Regions from separate parts of the Mus musculus genome. Here region 2 is linked to region 1. The links are chromatin contacts, called in public Hi-C maps. All regions are on one chromosome and are shown on one strand. The core of a region is the stretch at or near the end of the contact, and the rest is flanking DNA. Distances in the headings are between cores, read along the strand shown.

Region 1 (4,070 bases), core at 616-3,115:
CCCAGCAACTACATGGTGGCTCACAACCACCCGTAATGACATCTGACACCCTCTTCTGGTACATCTGAAGACAGCTACAATGTTCTTATTTATAATAATAAATAAATCTTTGGGCCAGAGCAAACAGAGGTCATAAATTCAATTCCCAACAACCAGATGAAGGCTCACAACTATCTGTACAGCTATAGTATGTACTCATATACATAAAATAAATAAATCTTTAAAGGAGGGATGAGATGTGTGGCTGCTTGGATGAGCCACTTAGTGTGGTTGAGGAGGCTGGGCTCTTTGTTGAAGCTCTCCTGGAACTGAGCCTGCTCAAATTGGATGGAGTGTTCTTGCAGCTGGGGCTGGAGGCTCTGGATGGTGTAGTTCACTATGTCCATTTTCATCTGTTCCAGGACCTGAAAGATTCCCCTGTAGCATCTTATATAAGGGGTCCTGCCGTGACAAGGATGACCTAAAGGTCCTTTTAGGAAAAAGTGAGAACTGATAGGCCAGGGAGGAGCAAGAAGACATTCTAGCTCTCTTTCCATCTTCTCTTTCTGCCACTACCTTGTCTCTCCCTTCCAATAAAACCTCTTCCATGAGAAAAGGAGGAGGAGGAAGAGGAGGAGAAGAAGGAGGAGGAGGAAGGAAGAAGGAAGAAGGAAGAAGCAAGAAGGAAGAAGGAAGAAGGAAGGAGGAAGGAGGAAAGAGGAGGAGAAGGAGGAGAAGGAAGGAGAAGGAGAAGGAGGAGCAGGAGGAGGAGGAGGAGACGAAGAAGAAAAGGAGAAGAAGAAGAAGAAGAAGAAGAAGAAGAAGAAGAAGAAGAAGAAGAAGAAGAAGAAGAAGAAGAAGAAGAAGAAGAAGAAGAAAAGGAGGAGGAGGAGGAGGAGGAGGAGAAGGTTGTCTAGACAAGGGCTACCCAGTGTCTGTCTGCTGGCCCTGCTCAGCTCAGCTCAGAGTACGTTAGTGAACTGCAATTAGCATCGCACCTCAGCAGCCGGTCAGGATCTGCAATGATTTCAAGGCTCTGCGCAGCTTCATTGAGAACTGGCTCACACAGCAAGACCATCATGATGACGATGTACTTGGAGAGATAGGAGACGACGTTCAAGTCCCCGAGGTCAGTTTGCTGATGGAGCAAGCCCATGCTTCCTCGGTCTAATTACTCGGGCAGCTCTGCCTTGGTAGCAGCAGGGATAACAGGATATTTATTTATATATTTCTTTTCTAGACAGGCTTTTTCTGTGCAGTTCCAGCTATCCTCAGAGAACTGCCTGCCTCTGGCTCCCAAGTGCTCAGAACCCCTTCCTTTCACTTTATGACCACATGCACCCAAGTTTTAAAGTCCACTAACTGTTGGCTATTTGTTCTCTTGTTTTGATAATGCCCCAAAGCCTGTATTTCTCTTTAACAATTTAATCAAGTTTAATTTTATTTTGGGGACTGGGGTCAGGTCAGTGCTTGATAGCTTTTCTGAGCTCAGGAAGACTTCTCTTTAGTGGTTCAGACCCTAGGTTTCTTTTACCAGCCAACTAGCTTAGGATCCAGTCCATACTTCCCTCAAATTATGACTTTCTTCCCTATTTCCCTTCTCCCTGCCACCTCTCCTTTTTATGTCCTTAAACTTAACTTTCAGAAGTTAGTTCCTTTGAGAAGTTAGGCACTTTCTCTTATGACAGACTCTTTACCCACAGGCAAAATATCTGAATCAATGGTTAGGAATAGGGTGGAGAACAGTGGCAAGATTGTCTCCTGCTCTGAGAACTGAGCACTTGGTTAAGTGGGATAGGAGGGCATCAGCCTGGATCTCTCTCACAGGTTCTGGGGGCAAGATATTAGCAGCAGCATACTGTGATCAGGGTCCTAGATTGTTCGTAACTCACATGATTGTCCTCATCCCTGTGTTAGCAGTCATTTAAGTCATTAGTACATCTTTGGCATAGCAGTACCACAGACACCCACACGTGTTCCTTTGGTATTATTAGAATGTTTCACTGCATTCTCTCCTCCGCCTACTGCATCACGATGTCCACATTTATAAATGATTCCTTTCTAGCAACCAAAAATTCTCCAGTTTCTGTCTGTGAATTAATGAACTTGGCTTTCCTGGTATCTTTCCCCTGGAAACCAGGAAATAATCTTCATTGTTCTTGTTTAAGTAAATGAATTAAATATAGTTCATTCTGACCCAAATATGAACTCCCATGGTCCAGGAACATGGACTTAGGCTGTCTGGAACAATATGTTATATCATAGTAGAATTTTTATAATCACAGAATCAAAGAAAAGCAACAAATCCATGAATTAATCAAATATTTTGTTGGGACCCTCAGACAGGAAGGTTACAGGGAAACAAACAAACAAAAAAGCTCTGTTATACATTTCAGATGTTATCATACGACATTATTACCCTGTAGGTTGGTAGATGCTAGTCGTTTGCTAAGTTACTATACTCTAAAAGTTTTACCCAATAACTATACATGCATTAGTTTGGTTAAATCCCAGAGATAGTAATTCATGCCTAGACCAGCAAGATGCCAAAGTGCTGGCTGACAAGCCTGACAATCTGAGGTGATCCCTGATCCCACATGTTGGAAAGGGACAGTCAATCTCTACAAGTTGCCCTCTGACCTGCGGCATGCATTCATATAAGTAAATGTAATACAGTTTTTAAAGAGGACTGAAGATAGCAGAAGATAATTTGGGCTCATGATCTCTAGCACTCCATCTCTCTGTGGTGATATACATTTAGAAGCCCTATGCTTAAGGGGCAGAGGCAATAGAATCATGTTTTCGAGTCCTGCAGAGCCTGGAAAGTCATTAGATGCCCTGGAATTGGAGTTACAGGTAGTTGTGAGCCACCACTATGTGGGTGCTGGAAAGTTAACCCCAGTCCTCTTCAAGAGCAAAGAGTTCTCTTAAACACTGAGCTATCTCTCCAACTCCAAACATAGTAATAAAATGACTTCTATAGATATTGTGCTATATTCATAGATCAGTGCCTTCCTTAGCACTCATCAGAGAAACTTCTTCCTTCAGAAGATGGGACCAAAACAGTGACCACAACTAGACAAATTGCAGAGAGTAAAAGACCTTAGAGCATTCAGCTCTAAATGGTATATATATATAAAATCTCTTCTTCAAGGTTCAGGGACCCATGAGAAAGAGGAGGCAGAAAGACATGAAGAAAACAAGGCCCTCTAAATCAACATTGTCAAAGCTCATATGAACATTCACAGGGCCTTCATGGGTTGTATCATGTCCTCCTCTATGTATATAATATGGTTTCTAGTTCATTGTTTTTATGGGATTCCTGTGTGGTTCTTTGTTTCTTGTGCCTTCTCTTGGGCTATTTTCTCTCTTTGTTTGTTTTATCCAATTCTGATGTATTAGGGTTTTTTGTTTATGTTATTATATTTAATTTTTTAATCCCTTAGAAGCCTATTTATTCTGTAATGAGAGACAGAAAGAGAATGAACCCAAATGGGAGGGGAGATGGGGAAGAACTTGGAGGAATAGAGGGAGGGGAAACTGTAATCAGAATATCTTAGATGAGAAAAAAAACTATTTTCAATCAAACAAGAAAATAAAATTTAAAAATAAATTTTTAAAAATCTGTGAAGGGTTGATGGTGTACAACATCCAGTTAAATGTGTAAATCTACACCAAGGTTGAAAAGGAAAAGATGATGGAGGGACATTAATCACTTGCATGGAGAGTAGACCAGGAAACAGTAGCTTAAATACAGAAACTAGGCATTAGTCACTGAATAGATTTATCAAAATGTCTCACTTAGAAAAAGTGAGTTTCAAAAAATTGTTTGGCAGTGCCATAGTTATTTTTTCTATTGCTCTCAAAAGACACCATAACCAAGGCAACTTAGAAAAGAAAGTGTTTAATTGGGGACTTGCTTATAGTTATAGACCATCATGGTGGGAAGCATGGCAGCTGATAGGTATAGTGTTGGAGCAGTAATTGAAGGTTTACATTGATCCAGAAGCAGGAGGGAGGGAGAGAGAGAGAGAGAGAGAGAGAGAGAGAGAGAGAGAGAGAGAGAGAGAGACTGATCCTGGCTTGAGATT
Region 2 (4,070 bases), core at 664-3,163, 890 kb after region 1:
TCCTTCTAGCTACAGTGTAGAGAATGCCTGTCCAGTGGCAGGAGTGGAAGACATGGTAACCAGTTTGAAGACCACTGTACTGTGCTGTTCACAGTGGATGGTGAGTTAGACAAGAAACTACCCTGAAGATAGACAGATGTCGGCAGAAGGAAACTTGACAGTCATGGTGACAAAGTGGGTCAACACTAAGAGTTCACATACACATGAGTTGATCGGTTGTTGGAATTCCAGTCCATGTTTTTAGGACTTGAGAAACTACCCCACCCCACCAGGGCTGTCCTGTTCTATAGAAGTTTTGATTGCAGCACTGGATAATTATTTACTCAGCTGTTCTTGCAGAAGGAAGATTCTGAGAGGGACATCTTTTGCAACTGTATCAAGCTCACTTGGGGACACTGTGTAAGTTGGGAGTTTGTTTGTTCTCCTTTCCTTTTAGCTGTGCTGGGAATCAAATGTAGGGTCTTGTGCATGCCAAGCAAGTACTCTACCACTGATTAACATCCCTGGTCCAGTATTAATTCTTTCTGAGGTTTCCTGGTGAAGCAGGGTTTCATGTAACCAGCAGAGGGGGGTAGGGTGCTGATGAGAGACCTAGGCTTGCTCTCTAAGTTGGAAGTGTATCTGGGAGAAATGGCAGGAGTTCACCAAGTCCTACTTCACTCTCCTTGTCCCAAGAACACAGGACGGTTTTCAACTTCTTTTGCAGGTAAGTAAAAAGCATGTGACTATTCCTAAGCTAAAGGCAGGAGGACCAGAGTAGGTGGGGTTCTCCACACTGTCTTCCATTGGCATGCACATTGGTAAATGCTACATGCTGCGATGGCCTAGCCACAAATCGGAAGCAACCTGAACTGCTGAGACAGCACTCAGAAGTGACTGCATGTGTATTCTTAGAGCATGGGAGTGGGAGAGTGGCTTGTCACTGTCATTGCTGTGGAATCATGCTGTCCTAATGAACACAAGGATCCAGTGAGATTCAAAGTGAAAGTACGGGGGTCGGAGGAAGGAAAGATGCTGCCATATACAAAGAAAGTCAGAACTGAAATCAATCCTTGGAGACCTCCAATACGCTCATAGGCATGGATGATCTCGTTAGGGAGAGAAGAAGCAGCTAGGGACAGAGAAAGGAAACTAAAAAACATTGTGTAATAACCGAGAAATAATGGTCAGTAGTCCCCAGTACTGATGAGGGGTGAAGGGATGTAAGATCAAAACTCCCTGGGATTTAGTGACATGAAAATCCCCAATTACTTCAGCAAGGGCTGGGTTAGAGAGAGGCAGGAAGCAGGCTGGGCTGGGCTGAGGAGTAAGAAAAATGAGAACTAGAGATTTGGTTCTGTTTCAGAAAGATGAGCTGCTTTGTATACGAAAAGATCTCTACTCGGGAAAAGAAGGCCACTTCCCCCTCAGAGTAAATCAGACTCCTTTATATGAGATAAACTCGAAAACTTTCCTAAACCCAAACACACCTGCACACAGTATTGAAAAGAGTAATGCTATTATTCCACTTGAACTTGAGACCAAACTAAAAGTCGTTGTGGCCCATTCAGTGATGATTAGCAACCACTTACCAAAGTCTAGAATTGTATGTCTACCTCTGTTTCCCCTGTACTGATCTAAAGGAAGAAGCCCCAACATGAAATTCTATTATCTATAGCCTTGAATTTGGTGAAGGAAACCTAATGGTTGTGGAATCTTTACATTTTTCTCTAAAAGTGACACGAGCTGAGGTCACACGTGGCCGCTCACCATTAACTCCCTTCAGCACCACTACAGCTCTGTGGCTGAGGAGGTGCTGAATAAAGACACCCATGGGAAGAGAATGTTCCAGGCTCCAAGTCAGCCACAGACACTTTCTGGCCTGGGGGATAGTGAGTCAGTCATTTTGGTTTCTGATCCCAGCCAGCTCACTGTAAAGCAGAGAGGAGTGGGGAAGAGAAGTCTGCCACAGCGTTTCTGGGAAGGCTAGATGGAACAGTACATGTCCTCCAAAAATGTCCCATAAATGGGCATAAACTGACAAGAAGAATTTAGGGAAAATCACAGCAAGTCATTGCACACAGAAGTAACACAGCTAATTAGCACGCTGTTCTTAGCTCCTTTTCTCCCTGTTGCCCACTTGTTAAAGCTTCCCCCGCTTGGATTGGGTGGGGTTTTTTTTTTTCCTGTTTGGTTGATTGGTTTTTTTTTTTCCTTCATTCTTCATTTATTTTGTGCTTAACATAGCAACCATTTACCGGACATCTAATGAATGTTGATTCTGAGGGAAAAAATAACAATGCCGTTTTACAGATGGCAAAGTCCAAGAAAATTAGCCATATCCACACAACCATTTGGTGGCTCAAACAAGGATGATACACAGTCCAGTGTTGGTCAGAAAGTTTGAGAGTCTAGCTCTCCCAGGTATATTTCCTCAGTAGTATTTCTGAACACTTGGGAGATTTGTTTCCTAGTAAGGAGCCTGTGTCAACCTGCTCTCGGATTTCTTCTTGTCTCACAGTGCAATCTAGGCTGGACATGGTGCTGACATTCCTTATGTGTCTATCCACTGTGTTAAGTAGCATCCTCAACCAAGGCTGGGATTGATTCTGAGCCTGCCTTTCTAATGAAATGTGCAATACCAATTTCTCTATCTCCAGTGAGCATGCTTGGGGCTTGGGGTTTTATTGTTTTGCTTAGTATTTTTAAAATGTCCCAGTATGTGCAGGCTGGTTTTGAACTCATACATAGCCAAGACCATCTTGAACTTCTAATCCCTGTGCCCCTGCCTCCCATGTGCTAACATTACAGTTGTGTAGCATCATGTCCAGTTTTCAGTGCTACCAGAGAACAATCTCAGTACTCTGAGTATGCTAGGCAAGCACTCTACCAACTGAGCTATGCCCACAGCCCAAGCTTCTCTGAACTGTCAGGTCAAAGTATAACTAGGCCCCATGACCTCAGAGCTTAGAGGAAGTCTTCAGTGAGGTCAGCAAGTCATACCATAGCAGAGTCTGGCACAAACAGATAACAATAAACTGTTATTATATCTTAATAATTGTTGATTTCCATTGTATTACGTCATATTTAAGTATACTGACCCACACAGATAATTTATACATCTTGATCAGATGGCTTTGATTGAGGCTTTTAATCAATTTTGAAAATTTAAATGCTCTACAATGAACTACTCAAAAAAATAGTAAAAGGAAATAAATCTATGTTGGGGTCTGTAATCCAGCACTGTCATCATCCTGGAGAAATTTCTCACTAAATCAGGAGGGGAAAATCAAACTTGCATTGAACTGTCTGTGGAAAGAGCCCCTGGTGCAGCCCTTACACTTCCAAGATGGAAAGATTTGAAACTTTTAAGTGTTCCCTGATGTTCTTTCCAGCCTCCTCCTGGCTGTCTGGGTAGCCTTGGGGGCAAAGTCCTTCTGCCTGTTCATCAAATTAGGTGCCTGCAGCCTGGACCAGAGAACAACTTTCATAAAAGGATTTTAAAAGCTTGATAGAAGCCTGGGTTATCTTTAAGAGTTAGAAGACTCTTGAACCAAATAAAAACCCCAAACAGTAAGTGAAATATATAGTAGAAGTTTTTAGAACTCTATTTATCTTGTGGAGCCCCTGACTTAGAGGAGACCTCTGTACAGTCTACATATATTACCTACTGGAGGCCGGAGCAAACAACGTGAGGTGGGGGGGTGGGGGATGAGACTGATACTGGTTACAGTACTGAGTGGATTCAGCAATTCTATAACTGACAGTGTTTAAGGAAGGCTCATTTGTATGGGTATATAGAAAGCAAGTCAGAGATTCGTCTCATTTGTTCATTCCTGGATGGTTAATCTATGTCTGACACACAGTAGGTACTCAATAAATATTTGTACACTATATCATGGGTTGTGCAGGGAGACAAACCACCACCACCACCACCTCTCCTTCTCTCTATCTCTCCCCCCATCTCTCTCTGTCTTTCTACCTCTCTCTGTGTGTCTCTCTCTGTATCTCTGTATCTCTCTACTTCTCTCTGTGTGTCTCTTTTTCTCTCTCTGCTCTCTCTCTCTCTTTCTACCTCTCTCTGTCTCTCC

What was found. A called contact is a pair of places that touch in the nucleus more often than the background predicts.
Region 2: a Hi-C map of cortical neurons shows a contact between it and region 1, with 2.2 times the contacts expected there. The contact joins two enhancer-like sites. A contact is called at or near these places in 1 of 39 promoter capture datasets (liver) and 3 of 484 Hi-C or Micro-C datasets (the HPC-7 cell line and cortical neurons).

What each region holds. Positions count from the first base shown.
Region 1 is chr1:159,209,931-159,214,000 of GRCm38.p6, forward strand. It overlaps the pseudogene Gm7430. Among named protein-coding and RNA genes, the nearest start is that of Cop1, 20 kb to the right of the region's middle. Within about 2 kb of position 1,866, at least 11 of the 459 cell types and tissues checked have an H3K27ac peak or open chromatin away from gene starts, as enhancers often do. A contact at or near this core is called in cortical neurons, where this site is marked.
Region 2 is chr1:160,099,283-160,103,352 of GRCm38.p6, forward strand. The region is part of intron 18 of Tnn (tenascin N); the gene reads right to left. Among named protein-coding and RNA genes, the nearest start is that of 4930562F07Rik, 23 kb to the left of the region's middle. Within about 2 kb of position 1,914, at least 49 of the 459 cell types and tissues checked have an H3K27ac peak or open chromatin away from gene starts, as enhancers often do. A contact at or near this core is called in cortical neurons, where this site is marked.